Linked DNA regions of Sus scrofa: all the other regions are linked to region 2. A link is a contact called in public Hi-C and HiChIP or PLAC-seq data. All regions are on one chromosome and are shown on one strand. The core of a region is the stretch at or near the end of the contact, and the rest is flanking DNA. Distances in the headings are between cores, read along the strand shown. Region 1 holds the start of RBM6 (RNA-binding protein 6). Region 2 holds the start of RBM5 (RNA-binding protein 5). Region 3 holds the start of CDHR4 (cadherin-related family member 4).

Region 1 (3,887 bases), core at 858-3,357, 130 kb after region 2:
CGACTAGGAACCATGAGGTATCGGGTTCCATTCCTGGCCTTGCTCAGTGGGTTAAGGATCCGGCGTTGCCGTGAGCTGTGGTGTAGGTCGCAGACGCGGCTCGGATCCCACGTTGCTGTGGCTCTGGTGCAGGCCAGTGGCTAAAGCTTCAATTCGACCCCTAGCCTGGGAACGTCCATATGCCGAGGGAGCGGCCCAAGAAATGGCAAAAAGATCAAAAAAAAAAAAAATTAATTCAAAGTACTTGGTATACAGCTAAAAGAGTCCAGGATTTTTGATCTTTAAAATTTCAAAACTTTCCAAGAGCTTTAATCTTAATACAACTCTGAATCAGATTATTAACATATCAGTTTATCCATTTAAACACTGGCAGAAAAGTATAACCTTGCTCATGTACCCTTAATAAGACTGGAGAGTTCACTTAGTAACCTCTCCATTGACAATTCTCCTATGAAAGTACAAAAAACTAGGCTCCTGGGAGTTCCCATTGTGGCACAGCAGAAACAAATCCTGCTAGTATCCATGAGGATGCAGGTTCCATCCCTGGCCTTGCTCAGTGGGTCAGGGATTCAGCCTTTCGGTGAGCTGTGGTGTAGATCACAGATGTAGTTTGGATCCCAAGTTGCTGTGGCTATGGTGTAAGCCGGCAGCTGTAGCTGATTGGACCCCTAGCCTGGGAACTTCCATATGCAGCAGGTGCAGCCCTAAAAAGCAAAAAAAAAAAAAAAACTAAAACTAGGCTCCTAAAGTAAATCCAACTCTGATAACAGAGTTCTATAAAGAAGGGTGCTAAAGATGTGCAGAAACAGAGACCTAGTACCTATCCTATAAGTTAGGTGCCTAGTTAGATGCTAGTTAGTCAGGCAATGTTCAGATCCAATTTTTGTGTTTCACCAAAACCGTAACACATCATTAGTTAACTTTAGACATTGCCAGTCCCACCCTTATCAGTTCTTGATACTGCTCCCTATAGTCCTCACAAGCTTGCTAATGTTTACATTATTAAACCATTCACACTGGTGGCACTACTCAACAGGAAACTGAAAACTAACAAACCTAGGGCACAATCCAGAGTTCAGAAAATAAATCAGGTGACCAGGTGCATCAGTCTACAGAACTCCACCTAGATCCCGAAACTCTGACCTTCACATGCAAACCTGGAATATGCAAAAACACAATTACCCTTACAGTTTATGTACCCTACAAAACGAGGCCTTTTCTAAAAAATGCACACCCAGAGTTGAGCTCAGTAGCACAACGTCAATTCTAAAGTTTACAGAAAAACGGATTTACAATGCCAAAAGCAATTTAAAGAGTAAATACGAGAAAACACCCCTCTCCTCCCACATTCGACCAACGGGCACAGGACCCACCAGACCACTCCCCAGCCTCCAGGTTCTACAGCCCCGCGCGCTGGGCAGCGAACTCTCGCGCTCTGTGGCCTAGCTGAACCCATTCGTGTCTATCCAGGTAGGGTTAAGGTTACGTGCTAGGGGCAAGAAAGGCTCCTTCTCGAGCGATGCCTCAAAACTGGATCGGATTCCTCCAAAAGCAGGGAAAAAGAGAAAGATAGGGCCGCCTGCAGCTCCACAGACTGAGAGCACCGAACGGGACCCACGCGCCTGCCCCAGACCCCGCAGCTGGCCGCCCCGAGACAGGACCGGTAATTCTACCGACGCGCCGCTCCGCCCCGGGCCCGCGACCGTTCCGGGGCGTTCCTCCCGTGGGCGGCGCCTCCCTCACCACACCGCCACTTGGCTCTCTTCTTCCTGGCGAGGCCGCGGCCGCCCCGCGACACCGAAGCCGCAGCTTCCAGGCCGCGCGGGCCCGCGACGTCCAGAGCGGCCTGGCAGGCCGGCTCCCTCCCCGTAGGCTCTGGCACGCCCTCTCTACTGCCCCAAGCCCTTACCGAGGCAGCGCGGCCTCCGCGGCCCGCTCCTCCTAATCCTCAGCCGCCGCCACCGACCCAGCGTCGCGGAGACTGGAACTTCCTCGGAGCCGGGCCGCTGCCTCCACAAAGGCGCCGCCGCCTTCAGCGCTCTGCCCGCCGGGAGATGGAGTACAGCTGCTGGTCGCGCCGACTCCACTCCCGCCGTGCCCCGCGCGGGGGGCAGGGGGCGGGGCAGGGGAGGTGTCCTTGCCTGCGCGGGGTGGGGCGTAAGGGCACGCTCTTGCCGGTGTCCAATGGGAGGTCGCGCTTTCCTGCCTCCAGTCCACTGGGGCTGCTGGGGGTTATGGTTTGTAGTGTAGCCCGCGGCGGGCTGTCTCCTTACGCTCTCTGGAGTTGAGCAGCACGCGTATTTTGTGGTGGGTTGGCCTTGTCCAGCTTTGCTCCCCGCCAGAACGCGGATACGGCCCTGGTCTGCCAACCTTGAAAACGCCTTATTTTCCGTTAGTATTAAGGAAACGGAAGGGAGCCTACTCCATCCTAAGCCTTCCGGGGCGGGGGCTTTTGGCCCACACAGGAGCCTTGCTCCTCATCCTCTTAATCCTGGAGTGTAGTCCTATTGCCCAAGATCCAAGCATAGGTGCGAGTGATAGGATAGAAAAGCAGTAGTCAGGGAGGCTCGTCCCCTTCTTCTGATGGGTTTCCAAGTTAGGCATCCCCAGCTCAAGAATACCAGGTGGGTATCATCCATGTTAAAGTTTCAGTAGCTGTATCTATGAAGGAAAATCCACTCAGTTTCCACAGGGCCTGGATAGCTCTTGGGCAGTATGGCCAGTGGTGACTTGTGCAAAATCACAGAGGAACTAGAAGGTATCTTGCAGCTCACAGCTAATGTTTTTCAAATGGCCAGCTGCTCCATGCTTCTAGGTGGATTGTCTACTTTGTTGAAAATGCTTGCTGGTTCCAGCCACCTGGTATCTCTGTTACTGGACCCTCAGCCTAAATTCAACATCATAGGGTCAAATAAGTCTGCCGCAAGAAAAGCTGTAAATCATTCTAAAATAAAGACTTAACTGTAGAGAAAAGAGATTGTTGGATTAAGTTACCTTTTCATTTTTTCAGGCATCTTGTTTGGAAGTCATTCTTTCAGTCAAGAACTGTACGAAGCATCTGTTGTGTGCCAGGCACTGTATCAGGTGCTGGAGATATAGGAACTTGAACAAAGCTGATAAACTCTGCTGCTGTAGTGGAGATGGGAGTGGGAGCAGTTACTAAAGCCAAACAAATGAAATAAGCAGTCTCTGCTAAAATGAGTTGTTTCTGTAAGGAGGGAGATGGAAAGCTGTTTGAAGGGCTCTGAACAGAATAATATCACAGCTTCCCTGTAAACAGGATCACTCTTGCTGCTTTGTGGAGAATTGGCTGAAGGTGGACAAGGAAAAAGCAGGGTAGCTGGTTAGGAGACTGCTGCAGTAATACAAGCACAGAAGGACTTTTACCCTTGTGGTCACAGTGGCAACAGGAGACATGGACTGGGATGAGGGGAAAGAGGGAAGAATATGGGACAAGCAATTTTGTTAGAAGCAGCAGGAGCTCAGTTTTGCGTAGGTTATTTCTGATGCCTATGAGATGAGATGTGGAGTTGGCAGTTGGTTACGTTAGAGTTCAAGTAAAGGTCAGGGTTAGAGATGCAATTCTGGGAGGCATCAACATATCACTGGTGCTGGTATTTAGAACCATAGGCCTGGAGTTCCCACGTGGCTCAGCAGGTTAAGGGTCCAGCCTTGTCACTGCTATAGCTCTGGTTACAGCTGTGGCTCAGGTTCGATCCTGGAACTTCTACATGCCACAGGTGTGACCAATAAATAAAAAAATTTAAAAAGCCAAAGGCCTGGATGAGATGACCTAGGGTATGAAGGAGTGAGCATGGACAGAAGAGCAGAGTTCCAGCCCTGAGCCCTGGGACACACCATCTTTGAGATTTCACAGAAGAGGAGGA
Region 2 (4,100 bases), core at 668-3,167:
ATACTTTCTCCAGGAAATTTTCCCTAAGTGTTCTAACAGCACCCTCAACTTCTTTTGTCACAGCACAGTTCACTCAGTATTTTAATCTCTAATTAAACTGTGTGCTTGTGAGAGCAAGTATGAAAATGCTCACAGCAATGCCTGACACAAAAGACACTCAAATATTTGTTTGATAAACAATTTTTAACAAATATTTCAGTCCCTACTGAAATGTTGAGATCAAAGGCATGTACAGTAATAACTTACCGTTTGTCTGAACCCATTGTCCTACTGAAGATCTAGCACACTGCTCCAAAAGGTTCAAATTTTGTTTTTTCTAGGAGACAAGAAAGATTGGTTGCTGCAAATCTGAGAGATTACTTAAGTCAACTGTTCCATAAACTGGGACACTACTGAGATTGGAATGTCATCAAACCCTTACCAGTAATTATTTAAGGTTGGGGGTGGGGAGGGAGGTGGGAACAAACTGTCAACATTAAAATCAAGCTAAAGTTTTGTTAACAGTGAGCATAAAAAGATTAAATATACTTTAAAATATCACATTCCATATTCATAACAAACCCATAAAATGATGCAAGCAGAAGATTCATTTCCTGCTCCTACTCTAGGATTACAATGCAAAAAGGGCACAGCTGCAATCAGCTCTCTGTGTTCTGGATCAAGGCAACTCCAACCGGGTAGTTAAAACATTAATCAAAGTATCTTTATTAATAAAAGGAGCAAAATGAAGTTTAAAAATTACTGATAAAAAACTTAAAATCTTTCAGAAACCCGATGCTGAGCTGACTGAAATCTACTCCATTTATAACGCAACGGCTGGTCCAAAGCTGTTTCAATCAGACAAGAGCAAACCTCGACATGACTTAATTCCTAGGTAACAATAACCACCCCAGAGGCTGCCAGCCTGGCCCCGCGGCGCACAGGGAGTGATACAACATCACACAGCTAGACGGCGTTCGATGTGTGTAAGGTCCGAGAAACTAGTTACAGCCGTCCCTGGCGCCTGTTCAAAGAACATCTGCTGAATTAATAAATGGAAAAGAACCATCTGGGAGAAACAAGGCATTGGGTATAATCTCTGATGCAGCCCCTGATCGCCTGGGCAGTGCCCGGACCCACCTCCGTGGGGTGTCGCGGCTGAGATGGCGGCGCCACGGCCTGCGAGACCGACTCAGGCGTCCTGCTTTCTCTTCCTGCCTGCACACGCGCCTTCCCCCAAGAGATTCCCAGCCCGAAGATCAGCCTTCACCTAACAGCTTTCACCGAAGCTGCGGGGCGATGGCGGCTGGAGACTACCAGGGCGCCCCTGAGAAGTACCCGAAACAGACGACGATTCAGTTCAGCTGGGGAGTCAGAAACACGTCCCGGTAGGGGTACACTCAAAGCCCGAAAGAAGCGGGCCTCGAACTGGGCGGCAGAACGCCCTCTGAAAGTTGACAACGCTGGTGGCGAGGAGGGGCGCGGCCCTCCAAAGCCTCTGGTAGCCCTTCGGGAGATCTGGCTGGGGCTGATGGGCCGCCGCCCGCGGCTGACAGGAAGGCTCTACAGAGTCTACCCCAAGAGCAGAAACTTCCAGTCATTACGGGTGGATGCCGCACTTACCCCCAAGAAAGACAGAAGTAGCAGCAGTAGCGGTTTTATGCTCCAGATTTGCAGCAGGGTCCACCGCTTCACAAAATGGCGCCTCCGTCGAAGGCCGTCTCCTACCCACAGTACCTCGCGCCTATCCCTTCCCCTCCTCCCCCGCCTCCTAAGGAGAAGTCCAATCCAGAAGGTTTTTGGCTGAGCGAGGGCTGCTGGGAAGTGTGGTCGCTAGGGCAGCCTGTCACTTAACTACGCCCAGTGTCAATTTCCTGCGTATTTCTCTTTCTTCAAAACCACCGCCAAGTCCTCAATCTGTCTTTTGCAGAACTCTCACCTTTATTAGGCAAAGTAATTATTTGCCTTGGCTACAAAGGTCTTAGAGAGTACAGTTTGCTTTCACTGATAGGATGTAAACCATCACGATTAATCTGGCTTTAAGAGAAGGAACATAGGTTGATTGCCTATTGCATCATTGAAAAGTAGATTAGATTATTGGGCCACAACCTTTACAAATAATATATTTTTATTTTAATGACCTAGGAAGTGAGTATTAAACCCATTTACAAGTGAGGAAATTGAGGTTTATGGAAATTAAGATTTTTTTTTCTTTTTTAGGACCCCACCCTGCATCATAGAGAAATTTCCAGGCTAGGGGTCCAGTCGGAGCTACAGCTGCTGGTCTACCCCACAGCCACAGCAATGTGGGATCCGAGCCCCCGTCTGCGACCTACATCACAGTTCAAGGCGACAACATATGCTTAACCTGCTGACCTTAACCCACTGAGCAACGCCAGGGATTGAACCTGCATCCTCATGGATGCTATTGGGTTCATTACCACTGAGTCCCGCGGGAAATTCAAGACGACTTTTTTTTTTTTTTTTTTTTTTTTTTTTTTTTTGGTCTTTTAAAGGGCCACACCCGCAGCATATGGAGGTTCCCAGGCTAGGGGTCTAATCAGAGCTGTACCCACCGGCCTACAATAGCAACACCAGATCTGAGCTGCTTCTGCGACTTAGGCCTCAGCTCAGGGCAACTCGGGATCCTTAATCCACTGAGCTAGGCCAGGGATGGGACCGGAAATCTCATGGTTCCTAATCAGATTCCTTTCCGCTGCACCACAACGGGAACTCCTGAAGACTATTCTTGAAGGCAGTCCAGAATATCATTCCATTAATATTAGTCTAAGGCAAGGGCTCAGGGAAGTTATATACCAGGGTTATTTTAAGAGTTATTACTTGGCCTTCCTTTTTTCTTTCTTTCTTTTTCTTTTTCTTTTTTTTTTTGTCTTTTTCCTTTTCTAGGGCTGCTCCTGCAGCATATGGCAGTTCCCAGGCTAGGGGTCTAATAGGAGCTATGGCCACCCGCCTACAGCAACGTGGGATCTGAGCCGCATCTGCAACCTACACCACAGCTCACTGCAACACTAGATTCTTAACCCACTGAGCAAGGCCAGGGATGGAACCTGCAACCTCATGGTTCCTAGTTGGATTCATTAACCACTGCACCACACCGGGAACTCCTGCTTGGTCTTCTTTCTAAGAGCATCTCGAAGTTAACAGCCAAAACCAACCTTGTCTCCTTCACAGCCTTCCCTGGACTGTGAGTGGCAATTCCCTGCTTCCAGTTACTCAGGACAAAAACCTTAGAGTCATCCATGACTCCTTTTTCCTTGCACCCAATTGGTCAGCAAATCCTGTGGACTGTACCTTTAAAATATATCTTGGACCTGACCACTTCTACCTGCCTCAACTACTCTTCACCTAGTCAAAGCCACTATCACTGTCCTTTTTGGGAGGTAGGGGTGGGGCAAACTTGACATGCAGAAGTTCCCAAGCCAGGGACCAAACTCATGCAAGGGCTGTGACCCAAGACACAGCAGTGACAACACTGGAACTCCTGTTCCCCACCCCCCACCCCAAGAGGTCTTCTTTTTTTTTTTGTCTTTTTAGGGCCAAACCCGTGGCATATGGAAGTTCCCAGGCTAGAGGTCTAATGGGAGCTACAGCTCCTGGCCACAGCCACAGCCACAGCCATGTGGGATCTGAGCCACATCTGCGACCTACACTACAGTTCACAGCAATGCCGGATCCTTAACCCACTGAGCGAGGCCAGGGATCAAACCCAAAACCTCATGGTTCCTAGTCAGGTTTGTTAACCACTGAGCCACTATAGGAACTCCTGAGAGATTTTTTTTCTTTTTTTTTCCTCTTTGGCCACTATGAGGCATATGGAGTTCCCAGGCTGGGGATCAGATCCAAGCTGCTGTTGTGACAGCTGTGGCAACACTGGATCCTTAAACCACTGTGCTGGGTTGGGGATCTAACCTTTGTTCCAGTGCTCCAGAGACGCCACCAATTCTATTGCGCCACAGCAGGAACTCCTCTTTTTCAGTTTTACGTGATTCAACCTGCACCTAATCCAATCATCACAATCGGTTTGCAAGGTGTATGTTATTATTCCCATTTTAAATTTAATTTTTTTTCTTTTCAGGGCTGCACCTGTGGCATATGAAGTT
Region 3 (4,160 bases), core at 1,507-4,006, 250 kb after region 2:
TGGGACACAGGCATGACATGGACCCCTGCTGGGAGGGAAAAGACTCTAGATTTGCTTGAATTGTGCCTTGTGGGTCTGAGGCTGCCTCCTGGAACCTCAGGGGTATGGAACCAGGACGTCCAGAGAAAGGCCTTTATTGTCCCAGGCTGGAGGGCAGGGTCAGAGGTAGCTGACAACATCATTGCAGATGATAGGCTGGCGACTGCGGCAACTCATAAGGGCTGCAAAGCGCGAGACATCTGTAGGCAGTTCGGGTTCTGGGCGAGGTGGGCATGAGAGTCGCTTTCCTGCCAGCGCTGCCCGGCGTGCCCTGGCCAGCTGGCGCCTCAGCTGTTCTGAGAGACCAAGTAGGAACTGGGGGGGGCGAGCACGGGCTCGTGGCCCACCCCCATCATCCCCCTCACCTGAGGCCTCTGGCAGCTCCATCCAGTTGTGCACCAAGTCAGCAAAGCAATTGTCCCCTAGCACCAGGGGCTGGCGACTGCGACCTCGGCTCAGCAGGGCTGCTGTCCAGTCCTCAGCTTCCAGCCCTTGCCAGTGCTCCAGGCAGGCATCTGGGGTGGACTTGGGCCGTGGTCGGTGGGCAGGTGGTGCACTGGTCACAGGAGCCCCACTGGGCAGGGGAATGCTACTGGCTGAGAGGTGCTGTCTATGAGGGGGCCATACTGGGGGTGCTGGGTGCTGGAGTATGGGCAGCTCTTCCTCTCTCCATGTGCTGCCTGACACCTCTGAGAATCCAGAGTCCCAGTCCAGGGCATGCTCCCTGGGGCCTCCCAAGGCTGCACCCCTGTCTCCTGTCACCATAGCGTCTTCCTCCTCTTCCTCCACACCACAGACTGAGTCCTCTTCCAAGGCATCTGAATCTGAGACCCTGAGCCGGTGCTTGGGCCGCACGCCTGGATCGGGTTTGGGGGGTGGTGGAAGGGGGCCAGGCATGGGGGATGAGCCTGTGTCCCGGCCACACAGCTGTGGAGGAAGAGAGGGCAGAAGTCGGAGGGGCAGTGCTTCTCATGCCTGCCTGCCTGGCCAGTTCTATGCCAAAACAGAAGGCCTAGGAGAGCTGGATAGGCCTGCAGGCCTAGGCAGCAAGGCCCCTAGTGGGCACAAGGCCGGCATGGGGTGCTGGCACATGAAGCTCATGTGGCTTCCATTGGCGGACCCGGTGGCAGTCTGGCAGGCTGCAGCACGCTGAGCTGGGCAAGTTGGTACCCGCCATCGGGGCGGGAGGCAGTGTTGTGGGCCTACATCGGGAAGTAGGACTGCTCAGGGCTGGGGGGGGCACTCCATGCCTCTTTAGGGATTTGGCTCCCCAAAGCCCGCAACGTCTTTCAGAGGATAGACCACGTGCCAGGTGGGGTGCAGAGGACAGAGGTACAGGCCAGCCTGGATTAAGCTTTCACAGCAGCACCGGCACCACTTTAGTCCCTCGCAGCCCTCCCCCCCCATCCGCCCCAAATAAGTTTCTCCCTCCACCCCCGCCCCCAACTTCCTCTGCCGCGCACAGCACAGCCAGCTGGGTGGTTGTTACTTGATGCCCAGCGCAGCTCTCAACCATCTGAAACCCGACGTGGGCCATCTGCGCCGCCCCGCCCCCATTCTGCCTTGGATGGGCACTCGGGACAGCCCCCCACCCATGTGTCGTTCCAGCCGGACTGCAGCCGAGCACCCCACAAGCGTCTTAGCGAGCCACACCCGCTCCCAAGCCTCACCAGTTCCCAGCGGAGCTGGCCAAGAAAGCTGTCAAGCCGAGTGCTGTGCATGCCCGTGCCGGAGCCCCCGCCAGGCCTGCCAGTTGCTCTTCGAACTCCAGCAGGAGCGGTGCGGTGAGGGCCGGGAAGGCCGGCCAGCGGAGCCCTTGCCCTCCGCCAGGCTCAGCGGCTCCTCCCTCTCCGTAGCTCCCGCCGCAGCAGCAGCCACCGCCCCAACATCTGGCAGCCCCGCCCCGCCCCTTGGCGCCGCAGCCAATGGGGCTGGGACGGGGCTGATGTGGCCCCGCCCCCTGGGTCCAGCTGGGTGGGAAACCCGACGCCCACTACCCACTCCGCAACAGCCCTGGGGGGGAGGGGCTGAACAGGGGCCGAGAGCTGGGCAGTGTCCTGCTTCCGAGTCCTCGAAGTCCTGGGCGGTTGAGCTGACTCCGAATTCGTTGCAAGACTCAGGACAAGCCGCTTCCCTGAGGTAGCCTCAGCTTCTCCATTTTTCCCGGGTTAGAATTGCGGTCCCTCCCACAGGGGCCCCTGCAGCGCGCGGGTTCCGTGGCTGCGCCCTCACGCGGCTAGAGCGCCCCCAGTAGTCGCATCCGACAGTGCTGTGGCCCACTTGGGGCCTGACCCACTCAATCTGTTCATGGGGCTGGCTTCGACAGTCCTTAGAAGTCAGGAAGGGGTTCGGCCCTTTGGATGACTCCGGGAGCGCGGAACCTCACCGCCCCCACGGAGTAGCAGCCGGAGCCCAGGCCCAGCCCCCGCGTCTGTACGAAGCTAGGCGGGGCTGCCCTCTAGTGGGCAGCGCGCGGTTATCTGCTCTTCCTGCCGCGACACTCACGTTCCCTCTGCTTGGCACCACATACACACTGAGAGTAAGGGCAGGAGGCCACTTTTTGCCCCCTCCAGTTGATGTCCCCCAAAGTAACCACTATTTTTGCTTCTATTGCCAAGGATACCTTTTGTTTGTTGAATGTAGACAGCTTTTGAGAGATTTTGTTGATGGTTGGGCTCAGATTTTATAGGCAGGTGATATTCTAATGGGGGGGGAAGCTAGAGTTCAGACGCTATGGGGTAGCAGGTCCTGGGCCCAGTTTTCCTGGGTCCTGTGCTTACTCTGTCTCCAAGAACTGTGTGACCAAGACTTCCTTGAGCCTCAGTTTCCCCATCTGAAACTTGATTCTTCTCTCACGTCTGTTTCAAAATTGTAGTAATAAATTGGGGAATTCATTGGGAGCAGTGAAAAAAATGGGTATTTCCAGACCTCTTGATGCCTGTAGAGTCTAGAACTCAGTCACCAGGGATGGGTGGGGCTAGAATCTTGGAGGCCCAGGAGTACCGCCTGCTCAGCTGTGTTTGAGCAACTGACCTGGCAACGGGGCAGGCCTGAAAAACACGTCTGTCTTTCTGGAGTCTCCTCTGCTGTCTGTATCTTCAGGCCGCTATGGTGCTGCTCAGGTCCCTGGTGCTTCTTCTTGCTCTGGTTGTCTCTGGTGAGGAGCTGGTGGGTAGGGGGACTTTAGTTCTCACCTCCCTCACTCCACAGTGGAGTCCTGACCCCTTTCAGATAAGCTCCCATGGAGGGCAGGGGCTGGGGGAAGGAAGCCAGGAAAGGACAAAGATCTGAACCTCTGGCCCTCATTCCTTATCTTTGCTTCTTCTTCAACCAAGTTCTCACTCCTAGTCTGTGAAATGATCTGACTTGTGGTTAGATGTGAGAGACAAGGAAAGACTTCTGCTTGTCCCCAAGATGTGGCTAGGCCCTAAGGCAGAAGGGAAGGACTCTGCTTGTGTATATGGTTGCTTGAACATGGAGAGCCTCCAGCCTGAATTGTCTCTTCCTCACAGATCATCACTGCCTGCCCTGGTTCATAAATGTCTCTGAGAGCCAGGGACCTGGCACCATCCTTCACTCTTTCTCCTTCAACTGCTCTTTACACACACCCACCCTGGAGTTGCTCCATGTGAAGCCACCCACCACCTTCTTCAACCCACCCAGCCTCACCAGGTGGCAGGGGATCTATGTGGGCAAGGTAGGGTCACGGGCACAGCTGGGGACATTGGGGAAATAAAGGTGGACACTAAATTCATTAAGCCAGCGGTAGTATAGGGGAATGGAGAACCTAGGTCCCATATGGCACTGCCCACCTGCTGCAGATGACCTTGAGCAGCATGGCCCGGCTGGATGCCCTGACAGTGAACCACTATGAGCTGCAGCTGAAGTTCACATGTGGCAAACATGTGATGGAAGGACCACTCTTTGTGGATATTCAGCGGGACCCTGGCCACATCCAGTGTGCTGGTCGATTTGCCAGCCCAGGTGAGACCAGGGGCAGCAGAAAGGGGGTATGGGCAGGCATGGCCTAAGCAGAGCCTCCTTGACCTCCCCTCTGGCCAGCTGGGGAAATCATTCAGGTGCCAGAAACAGTTACACCTGGGGCCCTGCTGTACACTCTG

Evidence for each region. A called contact is a pair of places that touch in the nucleus more often than the background predicts. HiChIP or PLAC-seq counts read pairs in DNA pulled down with a chosen protein or histone mark.
Region 1: a contact with region 2 is called in an H3K27ac HiChIP or PLAC-seq map of alveolar macrophages. The contact joins the promoter of RBM6 here to the promoter of RBM5 in region 2. A contact is called at or near these places in 2 of 5 promoter capture datasets (fetal skeletal muscle and liver), 1 of 47 Hi-C or Micro-C datasets (fetal skeletal muscle) and 2 of 2 datasets of contacts at active chromatin or transcription factors (alveolar macrophages and skeletal muscle).
Region 3: a Hi-C map of skeletal muscle shows a contact between it and region 2, with 5 times the contacts expected there. The contact joins the promoter of CDHR4 here to the promoter of RBM5 in region 2. A contact is called at or near these places in 2 of 5 promoter capture datasets (fetal skeletal muscle and liver), 1 of 47 Hi-C or Micro-C datasets (skeletal muscle) and 2 of 2 datasets of contacts at active chromatin or transcription factors (alveolar macrophages and skeletal muscle).

What each region holds. Positions count from the first base shown.
Region 1 is chr13:32,443,164-32,447,050 of Sscrofa11.1, reverse strand. RBM6 (RNA-binding protein 6) reads right to left here and starts at 2,107. Exons shown (of 22, transcript XM_005669583.3): 1 at 1,910-2,107.
Region 2 is chr13:32,577,597-32,581,696 of Sscrofa11.1, reverse strand. RBM5 (RNA-binding protein 5) reads right to left here and starts at 1,917. Exons shown (of 25, transcript XM_005669588.3): 1 at 1,603-1,917; 2 at 247-316. The coding sequence starts at 263.
Region 3 is chr13:32,328,126-32,332,285 of Sscrofa11.1, reverse strand. It overlaps CDHR4 (cadherin-related family member 4), which reads left to right and starts at 2,756. Exons shown (of 19, transcript XM_003132219.4): 1 at 2,756-3,196; 2 at 3,552-3,736; 3 at 3,861-4,023; 4 at 4,102-4,160. The coding sequence starts at 3,148. It overlaps FAM212A (PAK4-inhibitor INKA1), which reads right to left and starts at 2,414. Exons shown (of 2, transcript XM_003132213.6): 1 at 1,710-2,414; 2 at 119-966. The coding sequence starts at 1,760. The coding sequence ends at 160. UBA7 (ubiquitin-like modifier-activating enzyme 7) reads left to right here. Exons shown (of 25, transcript XR_306784.3): 25 at 1,648-1,750.